Linked DNA regions of Mus musculus: region 1 is linked to region 2. A link is a contact called in public HiChIP or PLAC-seq data. All regions are on one chromosome and are shown on one strand. Each heading gives the region's core, a stretch centred on a gene start, on an enhancer-like site or on the middle of the called end of the contact. The rest is flanking DNA. Distances are from core to core; before and after follow the strand shown.

Region 1 (3,785 bases), core at 456-2,955, 61 kb before region 2:
TGGCTGTCCTGGAACTCACCTCTATAGATCAGGCTGGCCTCGAACTCAGAAATCCGCCTGCCTCTACCTCCCAAGTACTGCGATTAAAGGCATGCCCAGTGGTGGTTTCTTTTTTAAAAAAAAAAAAAAGCACAGAAATGGGCTGGAGAGATGGCTTAGCAGTTAAGAGCACTGACTGCTTTTCTAGAGGTCCTGAGTTCAATTCCCAGCAACCACATGGTGGCTCACAACCATCTGTAATGGGATTCAATGCCCTCTTCTGGTGTGTCTAAGCAGCTACAGTATACTTACATACATAAAATTAATAAATCTTTTTTTTAAAAAAGCACAGAAATATTATTTCTTCATTTTAACTCCTGGTATGGGAATTGGCTGCTTCAGATTGCCCACAGCAGCTGGTATGACAGGCCTTGAGCTCTAATGCTGTAACGGCGATTCTGCTAACTGCAGATAGCTTCCTCAGGACTTTTCAGAGGGTAAAGGCCAGGATTGACTGCTTGCTGTTGGCTGTGGTTTTGTTTAGTGGTGAGCAAGAGAAGAAATAACACATCCTCAAGGTCCTCACCTTGCCTCAAACATGCCCCAAGGAACTTGACACTCCTCATCTGCAGGGTAAAGATAATGTTGCCATTTTTCCCCCTATCCTCTCGTTTTTTAGGGAGCCTAAAGGGTAGATTAAGGGTAGAGAAGGGTGGAAGAAAGAATCCACAAAGTAGCAAAGGACTCTGTGGGTAGAGTCAATTCTTTCCTTCCAGCTTTGCATGAGACCCAGGGATCACACTCAGTAAGGCTTGTTCCCCAGCACTATATCGCCTTTACTAGCTGTCCCCAATTCTAAATTTGTGACCGTAAATTTATAAAAACAAAGTACTGGCTCCTGATAATAAACCGCTACGTCTTTGAGTACCTTTAAATGTGGGAACCAAGGGTAGATTATAACTCTACCTAGGACCACTTGGCCTGGGTTCCAGGCCCAGAACAAGCACCCCAATCCTCAAAACATCTAGTTAGTACACTCAATCCCATTCTAATGGGAGTTTGAGAACAGGACTTAAAACTACAATAACCAGCAATTAACCAAAAAAGCACAGTGGGGCTTATCAGTAAACTGGTTTCTCTCAGTGTTTGTAAAGAATTAGATGTTCACAGCCCTTCCTTCTCTCCTTGACAACTGTCACACGTGTTTTAGACACTAACGAGTTAAGTCTCTTTCCCCCTCCAGGTCCTCAAACTCCCAGAGCAGTGTGCGTGACAAATTCAACATCCGATCCACAAGTCCTTCCCGGACCTGTTTCCAACCTACCGTTTTCCCTAGTTGTCAAAACAGGAGCTCCTCGCCCTAAAGGAAGTCCCACCACCCTCACTCTCGTCCCACCGTCGGCGCCAGCCCTAGGGATGTCACCTCTCCCTCGCCTCCCCTCGAGTCCGCTTCCCAGCCTCCCTCTCAGCTAGGTCCGTGCGCGCGGCTCCGGTGCAGGCCCGCCATCCTCCCGCGGCGCCTCCCACCCGCTCCGCCCGCTCCTCCTCAGCCCCGCTTCCGCCTGGCTCCTGGGTGAGACCCCATCTCCCGCGCCCCGCGCCGCCTTTGCAACGCGGGCTCCACTTCCAAAATCTGCGCTCACAGAAACCGGTCTCACCTCACCTAGACAGCGGCCGCCGCCAAGCGCGCCAACACCGCTTCTCGCGAGACTCGGCTCCGCGAGACAAGCTGAGAAATTTGGCGCCAAGGGTAGGCGAAGAGGCGTGGGAGGAGCCTAAGGGTCTGAGCCCCGCCCACCGCGCTCGGAAGCCCGCCTACCCATCCGGAATGTCTGGGACGGCAATGAGTTCTGGGCGCTTTATTAGCTCCAGAAATAGGTCTCCGGGTTTAGAACACGAACGATGGAAGCCAGGCATAATAGTGCACGCCTGGAATCCCAGCACTCGGAGGCTGAGGTAGGAGGATCGCCACAGGTTCCAGGCCAGCGTCTACGAGAAAAAAAAAAAAAAGAAAGAAAAGAAAACTGATTTGTAGAGGAGTAAAACGTAGTGTCAAACAACTTTGGCTGGAAAATTACTGCATCTTCAGAATAGCAAAATGCCACGACTATGAATTTTGTTAATTAAATAAAGATATGAGGAAAAGATTGTAGTTTGTAGTTAGGGTTAGACGTGTAGACCCAAAGAAATATGTCAAGAGCTGGAGAGAGGGCTCAGTGACTAGAGCCCTGACTGCTCTTCCAGAGGTCCTGAGTTCGATTCCCCAGCAACCACATGGTGGCTCACAATCATCTGTAATGGGATCTGATGCCTTCTTCTGGAGTGTCTGAAGACAGCTACAGTGTACTCACATACATAAAATAAATCTTTAAGAAAGAAAAAAGAAATATGTCAACAACAAAAAAAGGAGGGTTCCCTGTTTTCTTTAAAAGTATTGAATCCGGCCGGGCGAGGTGGCACACGCCTTTAATCCCAGCACTTGGGAGGCAGAGGCAGGTGGATTTCTGAGTTCGAGGCCAGCCTGATCTACAAAGTGAGTTCCAGGACAGCCAGAGCTACACAGAGAAACCCTGTCTCGAAAAATCAAAAAAAAAAAAAAAAAAAAAAAAAGTATTGGATCCAGTGTTTACCTTTAATCTTAGGCAGATCCCTGGAGTTCCAGGCCATCCAGTGCTACACAGTGAGATATTGTTTCAAAACAAACAACAAAAAGGGAGGGCAGGGTTGGGGAGATCCCTCAGAGGGTAAAGGACTCCCCCACATTGCATGATGAGCTGAGTTCAGATCTCCAATACCCAGGTTAAAAAACAGCTTGATATTACCCGGAATCCCGATTCTGAGAAGGCAAAAATCAGATTCCTCCAGCTGGCTAGCCAGCCAGCCAGGTTTAACTGATGTGTTCCAGGCACAGTGAGAGACCCTGTCTCAAAGGGGGGGGGGGGGGGCTGAGACATACAGATGGCTTAACCATTAAGAGTACATGTTGCTCATGTAGGGGACTCTAGTACACTCACATAGTGACACAGCCGTGTATGATTCCAGGGTATCTGAGGCTCTCTTCTGACCTCCAGAGAACCAAGCACTCTGTAGATTTATGTATGTATATCATGGTTTATGTATGTATGTTTATATGTGTGGATATGTATGTAAATATGAATGGTTTATTCATGTAGTTATGGGTATGTATAGATGCATATATGGTTTATTTATGTATGTAGGTTTATTTATGCATGGGTATGTATGTACACAGGCATATATGTATTACATACACAACCATACATATAAAAGTATTTTTTAAAGATCTATTTATTTATTATATGTAAGTACACTATAGCTGTCCTCAGATACTCCAGAAGAAGGCATCAGATTTCGTTATGGATGTTTGTGAGCCACCATGTGGTTGCTGGGATTTGAACTCGGGACCTTCAGAAGAGCAATCGGCACTCTTAACCACTGAGCCATCTCTCCAGCCCCACAGGAAGTCTTTTTTAACAATGAGATTGTGAGGGAAGCAACCAGTGCTCACCTCCTGATTCTGTACCTCACACCCACATACAAAATAAAAGCAGAGCTGGGTGGGGCTGGAAAGATTGCTCAACAGTTACGAGTATCTCGTGCTCCTGTGTTAACTCCAAAGATTGGAGGAGAAAGAACACCGACCCAAATCATCATGGCCAAATTAATTAAAGCAAGCTTTTTCTTTATTCCTGCACACCTAAAAGCGGGGATCAAGAGATCAGCCTTGGGCGTGAGGAAGACAGGGTTTTTAAAGCTCTGGGGTGAGTGTTTCCAATGGAGGGGGTTGG
Region 2 (3,604 bases), core at 279-2,778:
TGCTTTTACCGTCCTGGGCCCTCCTGACTACCCTTCTAGCCTGTGTGGCTTCCACTATTTTTATGCTTCTGCTTTTCCCAGTGAGCTTGTCTCGGCCATGCTCTTCCTCTTCCCCACATCCCTCAGAGTATGTCAGCCTGGGAGTTCCTCCTCACAGCTTACAAAACCTTTATCCCTTTCCCCTGGGAATAAGTCACTATAATAGCAAAGTACCTGGTATCAGGGATGAACCAGGGGTGTTTTGTTTGAAAGATAGGAATTTTTTCTTCATCACTGTTTGAAGGGAGAGTCAAAGTCTGACCTTCCAGACTCCTACCATGGAAGAGTTCTGTACTTGTCCCTGGTCTCAAGTAAATTAACATGCATGCCATGCTCTAGTATTTGAGACACCCATCTTTGCATCTAAATTCTACTTTTTATCAGATTATTGTTGGTCTTTTTGCCGTTCATTTGTTGATGTTTCCCCTCTCCCCAAACTTTTAATTCCTTCCTGTGCTGTGTAGAAGAGTGACCATTCAGGAGTTATTTCATTGCTGTTACTGTTGTCCACCCAGGTAGAGTTAGAAGTGCTCTTACTGCATTCAAGCAGCAGCACGACACCACCCTCTGATTCAGGATGTTGTTCAGTATTGGGATCAGCCTGTGTATGGAGTGGGTGGTTCCATCACTCCAGCGTGCGTGTGTGTGTGTGTGTGTGTGTGTGTGTGCCTTAGTGTGACTGTCTGAAAAAACACTGTGGGAAGGTATTTTTTTTTTTTTTTTTTTTTTTGGTTTTTCGAGACAGGGTTTCTCTGTGTAGCCCTGGCTGTCCTGGAACTCACTTTGTAGACCAGGCTGTCCTGGAACTCACTTTGTAGACCAGGCCTGCCTCAGCCTCAGCCTCCCAAGTGCTGGGATTAAAGGCGTGCGCCTTTTTGTCATCTTTGTTTAGGAGGATAGGAATATGAGTCTTAGTGATTTCTTTTTAATTAAATCTATTTCCTTGGTTTTTGTAAAGGTTTGTTTATTGACTTGGAAGCTATCTGCAAAGGAAGATAAACATTTGTTCTAAGTGACATTTTTTTCTTTTCTTTTTCCTTTAGGTTTTTCATGATAGGGTTTCTTTGTATAGCCCAGGCTGATGTTGAACTCACAGGGTCACCTGCCTCTGTCTGTCAAGTGCTGGGACTAAAGGCGTGCGCTAGCAATACTTGGCTGACATTTTTTCTTTTAAGCAATACTTTTTTCATATATCTATCTCACAATATCTTTTTTTATAAACAAGGTCTCATTTGCACCCTGGCTGGCTGGCTTTGTAGACTAGCCGACCTTAACCCCACAGAGCTGCATGCTGAGTACTAGGATAAAGACACAGGTCACCTTTCCCAGCTCATTAAGTCTATGTCATTGTCTGCAGAATAATTTATGCTAGTAAGTCAGTCCCCTTTCCTTTCTTTTTCCTCCCTTTTTTCTCTCTGAGTCTGGGTTGTACTCTGTAGCCTAGGCTAGCTTGAAATTCTTGAGAGTCATTGACCTTTGCCTCCTAGGATTGTAGTGTAAGGCACCACACCCGGCAGCCCATTCTTTTCCTTACCTGTTTATCTTCTTAGCCCTGTTCCTTAGTTCAGTACAAATCTCTAATCTCTACAAGACTAGTAGATCTTGGTTACAAAAAACCATTTCTGACTTAGGCCTTCTCTGAGCATTAGAGGAACCTTTGGGCACTAGACATGTACATGGTGTACATGCATACATCCAGGCAAAACATTCATACATCCAAATAAAATATTTAAATTTAAAAAACTCTTTGGGGCAGGCATAAAAAGTCAGAAAAGGACTTACAGGTGGCTGTGAGACAAACTCCAGCCCTCTGTGAGAGCAGAGAGTGCCTATAACCGGTGAGCCACCTCTCCGGTGTTCTTTTTTTATTTTTTCAAGACAAGGTTTCTCTGTATAGCCCTGGCTGTCCTGGAACTCACTCTGTAGACCAGGCTGGCCTCGAACTCAGAAATCCGCCTGCCTCTGCCTCCCAAATGCTGGGTTTAAAGGCGTGGACTACCACGCCCATGCCTCTGCCCTCTCTTTAGTGTACTCTCTTAGCAAGACAGAGCCTGCCACCTATCAAGCTGGCTGTGCTGGCGTGCACCTATGATTTGTGTCTGGAAGCTTGAGGACGACATAGTTCTTTTGTCTAGGCAATGTATAACTCCACGTCCTATAATCCTTAAACCAGCTTCTAAGTTCAGTAGCTATCGAGAGAAGTGTGAGAGATCTTGAAAGTTGTGTTCCTGACATGGTCATGCCCGTCTGTAATTCCAGCACTAGGGAGGTTAACCCCAGCACTTGGGATGAGTTTCAGGACAGCCTGGTCTGTATAATGAGTTCCAGGAGTTCAGAACTGCTAGGGTTACAAGTGAGATCCTGTTTTGGGTGGGCGGGTCTTTAAAAAGAAGAAAAGAGTTCTGGGAGCTGGGAGACCTGCCACCTTGTCCTCTCTAAGCCTCACTTTCCTGTTCTGTACAATGAGGATTGAATCCATTTGATGTCCTTGAGGTCTCTCTTTTACTGCTTAATTTAAACTGTTAAGCCACAAGACCCCCAGTATGGCAGTGTAATTATAATTAGGCTTAGCAGGTCCTGGAGGGAGAGGGAAGAGCCAGCGGTCTTACCCAGAGTATCATTCTTTCATGGTGCTACTGATGTTTCCAGACTCCAAGTGACAACCCTTGTTTTTCTGTGCATTGCCATTTCAAGCCCATAATCTTCTTGTATCTCCTTGAACTTGTGTTTACTGTTAGACAGCCATGGTGCAGAATTCACATTTCACTGTGCTGTTTTTGTACTTGAGGGAGTTTGAGTGGATCACAGCTGGTCTCTGGAGAGAAGGAGGGCTCTGTGTGTGTGTGTGTGTGTGTGTGTGTGTGTGTGTGTGTGTGTGGGAAAGGGAGAGGGAGGGAGGGAGGGAGGGAGAGAGAAAGAGAGAGACAGAGACAGAGACTGAGACAGACTGAGACAGACTGTTGGAGCTCTAGTTTTGTTTTTTAATTTCCAGTGTCATTTTTGGTGACTTTAGTTAAAAATAATGGTTTCAAAAGAGGCAGGTTTTTGTCCTCTGAGCTTTGTGGATTTGTGGTGTGGATCAGCAGTAAGGACCTCTCTTCTTGTTTCCTTTGCTTGAAGCATTTCACCTTGAGAGGGAAAAACAAGACTTGTGGCTGGCTTCTCAGTACAAGATGAGGTGACCCTGAATAGCAACACCTTATTGATTGGTTTCTTTCCAGTGAACAGTAGAAGCTGAGCTGCTGCCATGATCTTCACTTTACCTCAGATCTACTAGTTTGCCTTTCATTCTCTGGAAAGACTTAAAAATGTTGAAAGTGCTATAAGAATTCTTAAAGGAAAGAAGGAAGGCAAGGCACAGGTCTTGCTGGTGCTGCCTTGGCTTCTGCTCCCATGCTCCTGCATGGACTGCCTTACCATTATGTAGAATGGGTTAGCATTTCAGGACTTCTCATGAGCTTGTGTGTGACTCTGCCTTCTTGAAGCGAAGCATGAAACTATTACAATGTATAGAAGAGAAATCTGAAACCTGGCAAGGAAAGGTGGTTTGTGCAGAGTCCCACTT

Evidence for each region. HiChIP or PLAC-seq counts read pairs in DNA pulled down with a chosen protein or histone mark.
Region 1: a contact with region 2 is called in an H3K27ac HiChIP or PLAC-seq map of embryonic stem cells, with 10 read pairs. The contact joins the promoter of Tipin here to the enhancer-like site in region 2. A contact is called at or near these places in 5 of 39 promoter capture datasets (cranial neural crest, embryonic stem cells, frontonasal cranial neural crest and 2 more), 1 of 484 Hi-C or Micro-C datasets (bone marrow-derived macrophages), 9 of 115 datasets of contacts at active chromatin or transcription factors (the HPC-7 cell line, embryonic stem cells, extraembryonic endoderm stem cells and 3 more) and 3 of 9 other capture datasets (adipose tissue, liver and pancreatic islet).

What each region holds. Positions count from the first base shown.
Region 1 is chr9:64,279,505-64,283,289 of GRCm38.p6, reverse strand. Tipin (timeless interacting protein) reads right to left here and starts at 1,705. Exons shown (of 8, transcript NM_001324557.1): 1 at 1,643-1,705.
Region 2 is chr9:64,218,720-64,222,323 of GRCm38.p6, reverse strand. The region is part of intron 1 of Map2k1 (mitogen-activated protein kinase kinase 1); the gene reads left to right. Among named protein-coding and RNA genes, the nearest start is that of Uchl4, 15 kb to the left of the region's middle. Within about 2 kb of position 1,528, at least 27 of the 459 cell types and tissues checked have an H3K27ac peak or open chromatin away from gene starts, as enhancers often do. A contact at or near this core is called in embryonic stem cells and extraembryonic endoderm stem cells, where this site is marked.